2 separate regions of the Zea mays genome follow, and region 2 is linked to region 1. Evidence: chromatin contacts called from public Hi-C data. All regions are on one chromosome and are shown on one strand. Each heading gives the region's core, a stretch centred on a gene start, on an enhancer-like site or on the middle of the called end of the contact. The rest is flanking DNA. Distances are from core to core; before and after follow the strand shown.

Region 1 (3,961 bases), core at 513-3,012:
GGAGCCCACTGAAGCAATCTGAGGCTTCAAAGACCATTCCTTGCTGACTAGAGAAAGAAAGCCCTCCTCAGTTGCTTGGAAAGCTTTCCGGATCACGTCCGCTGACATAAACTTGTGCTCAGTTGCAAACCCTGGAAAACACTAAATAGTTTTAATACATCAAACAGATTAAGAAAGCTAAGAGTAAGTAATGTTACATACAGAGTCAAGACAGTATATCAGAACCAAGTTAGATAATTAAATAAATCAGTGTTTTATTTTTCTGGGATAACCTTAATACAATTCCAACTGCCATCCTATCCCGATCATCATATGCAAGTTTACCAATCAGATCTACCAAAACAATTATCATTTCAATTCTGAAGGCAATAAGTACAAAGACACCTTTTGAGACAGAGTCAGCATCAGCATCATGCTAGTAGTCATAGAAATGCTACCCGTAATCAAAGCAACACAAGAAAAAGTTGGGACTTGATAATTGCTTCATCATTAGTACCTCTAAGCAGCTAAAAGAAGAGGAATCATAAGTAACTTTGACATATCGAGTCCTTACTTCTGAGATGGTTGAAGAGGTGGTCATTGATGAACCGGGACGTCTCAGGACCGCCATGGCCATCATAGACGCCGACGAAGGTGCCCTGCGGGCCCGGGTCAGCCAGGGAGAGCGATCCGGACTCCACTTGGCTCTGGTCCTCAAGCAGCTGGTTGGCCTGCACCACGGCCATGGAGAACTCCCCAGTGACGAGCTGACCGGCGTCCTTGTACCAGAGGAGACCGTCCTGCCGGCCGGCGGCGTCGGGGCCCTTCCCCCTGTGCCCGTCACCCGATCGCGGGCCCCAGCAGGAGCTGAAATAGTCCATCACCGCGGCCAGCATCCCTCATCTCATCGCCCTCCTCTCCACGCGGTTTCTTGACGGCATCCTCAAGGGACCCAGGTCGCTCTTATAGTCTTTCTCTCCGCACCGCCCTTTCAGGCTCTTCCTTCCTCCCCTGCGCAACTAAAACAACAGATGCAATCAAATCAAAACGAGTTTTAAAAAAAGGCAATAATTTTTGTATGCGGTTAAGCTGGTGGATCGTATCGTATGCTGGGATCCAAGAAAACTTGCGGCCAACTCATCATCTCGTATGCATCAAGCGTCGTCCAGTGTAGGCGGCAGAAACAGATCAAGGGACAAGAGGCGACAGTTGAATTTGAAGCTTAACAGTCGGACCTAAGACTACACGATTACTCCAGTGGCGGTCGGACAGTTTAGCAACGGTGGACGGATGGGGAGGGAGAAGAAAAAGGGCTCACCTTTTCCCTGAGAACTCCCCTGTCAACTTCGTGCTCGGATTCCTGGAGTCCACCCAGCAGGTGGCTCGGATCTGGAGAACAATCAAAGCCCCGGCACACCAATAGCTAGGATTAGTTGGACTGGCGGCTGCTCTCCCGGATCAAAGAGAATCAAGCTAACAAGCTGGATAAAAAAAAACTCCTTTTGCCCCCCTTGAGCTCTCTCTCTCTCTCTCTCTCTCTCTCTCTCCACTCTCCCTCCGGCAGGCAGCTCTGCCCAATCTGCGTGTTGAAGATCGGCTCCGAGGTCTCTACTCTCTGATGCAGAGACTAGTATGCGCACAGGTGAGAACAGGCGCAAATCTAAGGAGACAAAAAAAACCCTAATAAAAGAAGGGGGAGGAACAATCGAGGAAGGGGAAGGGAGGGAGAGGTCAGAGCCAGCAAGGCAGGGCGCAGAGATGGGCTCTACCAATCCTGATTTGTGTGTGACCACTGACCAGTGGTGTCGTAGGCCTTCGTTCGGTCCCTAAAATCAGTTTCCACGTTGGATTCACCCACTGCAACAAAAGCACCCTTTTTTATTGCCTTTCTTATTTTGATGGTGGTGGAAGTATTATTTCTGTACTGCCATAATAATACTTCCACAGTCAGGGCCCTTGCAATGTACGCCAGCATTTTCCAGATACAGATTGTAAGTCATTTAAATCAGCGACACGGTCTTAAAATAAAGATTTATCTAATAGTTTTTGTTAAAATATAAATAAACTCTTATTACATTTATAGCTTTGTAAAAATACTTTTTGAGACAAATCGATGCATATGACTATTAGATTTCGACACTAAATAACAAAATGGTTATTTGTAGTTAATTTAAATCTTGTCTAGAACAACTTATAATTTAGATCTAGAAGGAGTAGTTCACATACTCTTTTAACAAATAATATTGTAGAAAATCAGACGTTGGGTAACCTATGAACTATATATGTTCTTTCGACAAATATTGCAGAAAACCACATACATTCCAACATACTCTCTTCTCTCTCCATTTTTACACGTATTGGTTTTATGCAGAATGAAATATTTCTAACTTTAATCATTGGTTTTAAAAATAAATATATTAATAACATAAAACTTGTGTTTTTAGATTTACTACAATAAAAAGAACCAGTTTCCACTGTTGTCGTGCTTCAACACTTTTGCAATAAAACGTTATATTTATTAATAATTAATACGTGGTCCAACACTCCCCATCCCGGCTCCCTCTCTCCCACGGCGACAATAGAACCGCCATGTCGTCGGGTCGCCCGTCCGCCTCGCGACGTCCCTAGCCTAGTGACGCGTCCCGATGACCCCACCACTCTCTTGGCTCGATGGGGACATCCGCGCCGTCCTGCATGCTCTTGGCCCTAATATCAACGTTGTTCTTGTTCCTCCCCTCATTCACGCCCACCAGCGCACGCGAGGTCGCGCTGGACGAAGAGGTGGCAGAGTATAAGTCCACCTATGCTATGAAGTTAACTGGGATAGGGATGACTGGAAAGAAAATGAGAGGATCCACTACAGTTGCGGGAAGGATAGAGACATGGAAGGGAGGGGACATGGGGAGAGGGAACATGCACCGACTTAGAGAGAGGGAAATGAAACGATAGCGGAGTAACCGGAGCCGCTTGGAACAACGTTGTGTCGAGAAAGAGGAGATGGAAGCGAGTAAGTACACATAAGGTAGTAAGAATACAATTATTAACCTAAATAGATTGTACGAGTCACTCATCAAATATGATTGTGTGATTTTTATGACATATATGACTTATGTGTCATGAAACTATATTTTATTTAAATGATGGGTAAAGATGCAAATAGTTAATTTAGAGCAAAATAACGTGACATCGAAAAAGAACCGAGGGGTAATATTCAGAAAAAGTGGGTCCTGCTAGACTGCTAGTTAGTGTTATTGTTATAGTTCGAAATGATGAGCTTTTATTTCTCTTATAACACTTCTCATGACTTGGGATCTTTCAGTCTTTTTTATAAGCTAGGACGATTTGACGAAGGCAAGCAGGCAGCAGCGAAGTAATAAAGGTTATATAAAGCGCTTGGCACGGCCACGCCGGTGAGCTGCATGGCGTCGGTGAGCACCGGGGGGCGCGTCGTGCCGGTCTCGCCGGGGGGGTCAAGTGGGGGTGCGCGAAGAAAGGGTCTGGCCGTCTGGGAGAAAATGTGTGGGATTTTGATTTGATGGCGAGAGCGACCAGGTTAGGTCGTGACAGTGCGGAGTGGTCCAGCTTCCAACGCCGAGCCCGACCCCGGCACTAGCTAGCTAGTCCAACCCAGCTCGCGCCTCTCTCTGGGACTGGGAGCCTCGTCTCGTGCATGGCGGCCCCATCAGCGCGGACGAATGCCTGGCTGTCCTGGCCTAATTAATCGCGCAACTAGCCGACTAGTATGCGCCTGTCGGGTGGGGCTGCCGGGGGTTGCTGGGGGTGGACTGGTGGTGGCATTTCCTTTCGCTCCGCGCCAGGCCCGGCCAATCTCCAATCACCCACCCGTAGCGTAGTGCGCCCGCGGGGTCGCACGGACCGGCACCGTGTCGTATCTGCATGCGCAACGGGACAGGCCCTCGGAGGCCCGCCTGCCGCCTCTACTGGCCTGGCCACCCCGCCAGCCTGACCGGCGAACCCGCCG
Region 2 (3,961 bases), core at 774-3,273, 380 kb after region 1:
ACTGTACTTTAAAACTGAAGAAATCCCGGTTGGCTGTCTCTGGTGACACTGACAGACCACATCAGAAAGAGCTGAAAATATAGAGAGACATGTTCTCTCTATATTTTTCAGAATTTGCCACGGAGATCATACATGCAAGCAAGGAACATGTAACATGCTCATACAATCAACTGAGGAACATGTGGCGTGATTTCATGGCTGATCAATCAAATTAGAAATAAAAATATTGCAAGTGATTAACAGCTCATAGAGAAGTACAAGTACCCATGTGATGTTTCAAATTAAACTCCATTTTTTTCTATGGATCATCCTCTGCTCAAAAATAAAACATTAAAACTGGAGTAGTGGAGGTAGTAGGTATACGCATGAGTGGCGCAGAAGTGCTCACATAAAAATTGCTTGACATCGACAAGCAGTAACCACAGGATAAAACTTCGTCCCTCCAAATGGGAGCAGGCACAGCTAACCTCCGTCCTCAGCACCCCCCCCCCCAGCACATTAATTCCTCTCAAGTACCAGGGGCACCATATAAATGGCATGCAGTTACACCACACCCTAAAACTTGCTTGGTAGTATGATGATCCATGGCGTACACTGTATCCATCAACAGCACATCTAAAGGCGTTCCTTGTCTTAACGACACAAGGAGGGACAGGGCAGTACCGTCGTACTGACTGTACGTGCTTGGTTTGCTTAAGCTGAAAGGCTGATAAACAGCTAGTATTACTGTTTCACCGCCGTCTCCTGTCAAACAAACGGACAGTGGCCAGCAAGAACGTGGGCGCCGGTACTCGCAAAACAGGTTCTGAACTAGGAAGGACGGCTGATGCATCTTTGCTCCGTAGCGAGAGAGGTGAACAGAGTGCAGGTACAGAAGCAGTAATAAGTACAGGAGCAAAGATGAAAGAGATGAAGAGGACTCTTGAACCACATGATTAATTACTGTAGTAAAAGAAAAGTGCCATTAAAAACAAAAGTCGCAGCCGCGCCCACGCTGCAAAAGAGCGGTAGTAAAGCCCAGCCGAAAAGGATGACCTTAAATGCGTTCTTCATCACCGGCGTAAAGAACGGCCGGGTGCAACGGGAAAGAACGGCCGGGTGCAACGGGAAATCGCTTTGTTGCTATGCTGCCTTTAACACGGCAGCAAAGGAAAGCTATGTATGGGTTAGAGAGAGAGAGAGAGAGAAACAGGAAAGGAAGTTGCATCCATCTTTCCTTTTCCTCTGTCAAGGCAAGAAGTAATTAAAACCAGGAACCAGACACGCTTAATCTACACCAACAGTAATTTAAGCTGAAAAGAATCTCCAAGCGAAAGATACTACATGATCACTTTGGCCCAGAAAAAAAAGGCAGGAGAAGAGAAGTGGAGGGAAGCACCGGATTCCTCACCTCAGGCGCAGCGCAGAGACCAGCAGCACGCAGCATCCACCATCCAAGGCCTCGCGTGAAGCATCCAAGCACTGCCACCACCACCCGACCTCTCACCCAGGCACAGACGACAGAGGAGGTCTCTCCTATCGTGTGCTTCGATCCCAGGCAGTCTGTCTCGGAAGGAGCAGCAGGGAGCGAGGAACGGGAACGGGCCAATGCGAAGAGAGGCAGGTCGAGAAAGAGAAGACGACGGCCGGGAAGATTATATACTTGTGTACTCCAGGCCCGCGACCCCAGGAAGAAACGGGCCAAGCAGCGAGAGGCAGCCGACGAGGCACCAACCGACGGACCGAAACTAGAAACAAGGTTAGGTGAGGTGAAGAGGACCCGGGGGCCGGGCAAGCCGCCGCTCTCAACGGGAACGAGAAGGACCGGGGAGGCTGTGGACTGGAGCGTGGTGGAGCATCAGGCCGAGGCGCGACGCTGCCCCGCTTGCTAGAACGGCAGCGGATGAGACAACGAAGCGGAGCGGACGACGGGCAAAGGGAGGAGGAGGAAGAGCAAGGACGCAGGCAGGCGAGAGGAGGCGCGGCTTGACCTGTTCGAGAACGGGAGGAGGGGGCAGCAAGGCGAGGCGAGGCGAGGCGTCAAGGGAAAAAAGGCTGCTGGCTTTGCTCCTCCTCCTCACACTTGTCCGTTTCCATTAACACACGACGGCTTGTATGCCTTTGGTTTGGGGGGCGGAGGCGGACGTGGAGGACTCGCTCGACTCTCTCTCTCTCGGTCGGTAACGCGTGGGCGCTACAGTTCCCTTTTCCATGCCCGCCTGCCTGCCTGCGTGCGCCGCGTGCCTACTACGCATGGAAGCTAAAGAAACAGTGCCCTTCCCAGAGCAGGGCTTAACTCTTCGTGGCCATCAATGGTCGGTCGAGAACGGCAAACGTTGTAGAAACAGTGCCCTGCTCGAGTTTAATGGGCAGGGCCCAAGCCCAAGGGGGAAGGGAGGGAAGGGAAGAGGCGGAGGCGTTATTAGCTGACCGAAGGGTGGACCGCGGGCAGCAGGAGCCCCGGAATCAGCTACAAAACGGGTTAATAACGGAAGCGAGCGACGATCTGGTGACCGGCGAGAGTGGCGTGGGAGAGACGCGGCACGGCAGGCCATGTGAAAGTGAAGTCGGGAGACCGAACCGATGGACCGCAGCGGCGGCGGAGACCTGGTTGGGGTTGGGGGAAGGGACGGGACTAGAAAAACCAGGCCCTGGCGCGCGCGGACGCGGATCTGCTCGGGGGCTCAGTTCTTGGCACGCGTGATTGCGTGCTTCCGATGCTGTGAGGAGGAGGAGAAGAAGAAGAAAAGAGAGAGGTTCGCGGTTGCGGTGCGGGAATTATTCCCCGTTGCTTCCGCCAATTCCCACTCGCACTCGGGGTTCGCGGCTGCTGCTGCATCGTGCTCGTGGCCGAACGTTGCGGCTGGGACTCGGGCGCTAGCTCCCTCGCCGTAGTGGCCCAGTGGGTGGGCCGGCGGACAAGGACAGGAACAGGAGGAGGACGAGGAGGGGGGTGGTGTCGTGTGGCGTCACGAGCGGAAGACGGTCCTTTTTTTTTGTTTGTCGGCATCGTCCTTGAGTTTAGCTTTTACACCTTGCAAAGACAACATTGCAGTATGGACGCTACTGGGCCGGTCAGCCCTCTGGAACAGTTGTAAGCACGAGCACACAGACGCACAATCTCGGTTGGGATCGGGGAGCCACAGCGACATTGAACGAACGGTCCAAGCGACCGTGCAGGAAATGTAGGCGCTAGCTTGGATGACGATGGCGAGAAGGAGAAGTGGATATGACGTGTACGTCTAGTCATGCAGCCCCGGCGGCCTCGAGGCGCCCACCGCTAACGGCCACCTCCGGAGACCCGGCTGCGCGCGAACGACTCTTCTGTGTGTCCGCCGCCCAGTCTTTTGTTGCCTTTCGCCGCGTTTCCTCACACCCGCCCGCCCGCCCGTGCACGATGATCCAGAGCAGCTTAGCTAGCTTTTGACCCAGCCAAACCTAGACACACCCGGACCGGCGCGTGCGCCTGCGCGTCGTCGCTCTGCCTCCAGCCTCCTTCTGCGTTCCGGGCCATTCGGTGAACACACAAACTGATGAAACGAGGCGTGTACGTCCTGGTATGTGTAGACCACCTTACTACTTACTACATGGAGCGAGGCGAGGCTTCTTCAAAGTTGAAACCCTCAGATTCAGAGGAGCGCTGAAGGGAAGGCTGAACCAGTCCGGCCGAGGGCACCTGTTGCCTTTGTCTGGACGTCCTCGGTCTGCCAGCGCAAGGACGAACGGTGTAGACGATGACAGTTTCTAGCAGGAGTACCCCTAGATATTGTTTGTTTGGCAGTTGGCACAACCACTATATACGAGAATTTACCCATGTAATTTTGGTTTTTGGGGTTGGGTTATGCCCCCCTGTCGTGAGCTCCCAAACAGATAAAAAAATGGGTGGAAATTTCTCACGTGGAGTGCTCGCGCGGGTAACGCTTGGGATCTCGACGGAGAAGCTGGCTGCCAAACTGACACTGATGGTACTCCTCGTTGGTCC

Evidence for each region. A called contact is a pair of places that touch in the nucleus more often than the background predicts.
Region 2: a contact with region 1 is called in a Hi-C map of ear, with 2.6 times the contacts expected there. The contact joins the promoter of LOC100278544 here to the promoter of LOC100286089 in region 1. A contact is called at or near these places in 2 of 25 Hi-C or Micro-C datasets (ear and tassel).

What each region holds. Positions count from the first base shown.
Region 1 is chr1:8,224,925-8,228,885 of Zm-B73-REFERENCE-NAM-5.0, forward strand. It overlaps LOC100286089, which reads right to left and starts at 1,763. Exons shown (of 5, transcript NM_001414391.1): 1 at 1,298-1,763; 2 at 554-990; 3 at 1-131. The coding sequence starts at 875.
Region 2 is chr1:8,604,702-8,608,662 of Zm-B73-REFERENCE-NAM-5.0, forward strand. LOC100278544 (DUF3527 domain protein) reads right to left here and starts at 2,024. Exons shown (of 3, transcript NM_001151784.2): 1 at 1,391-2,024.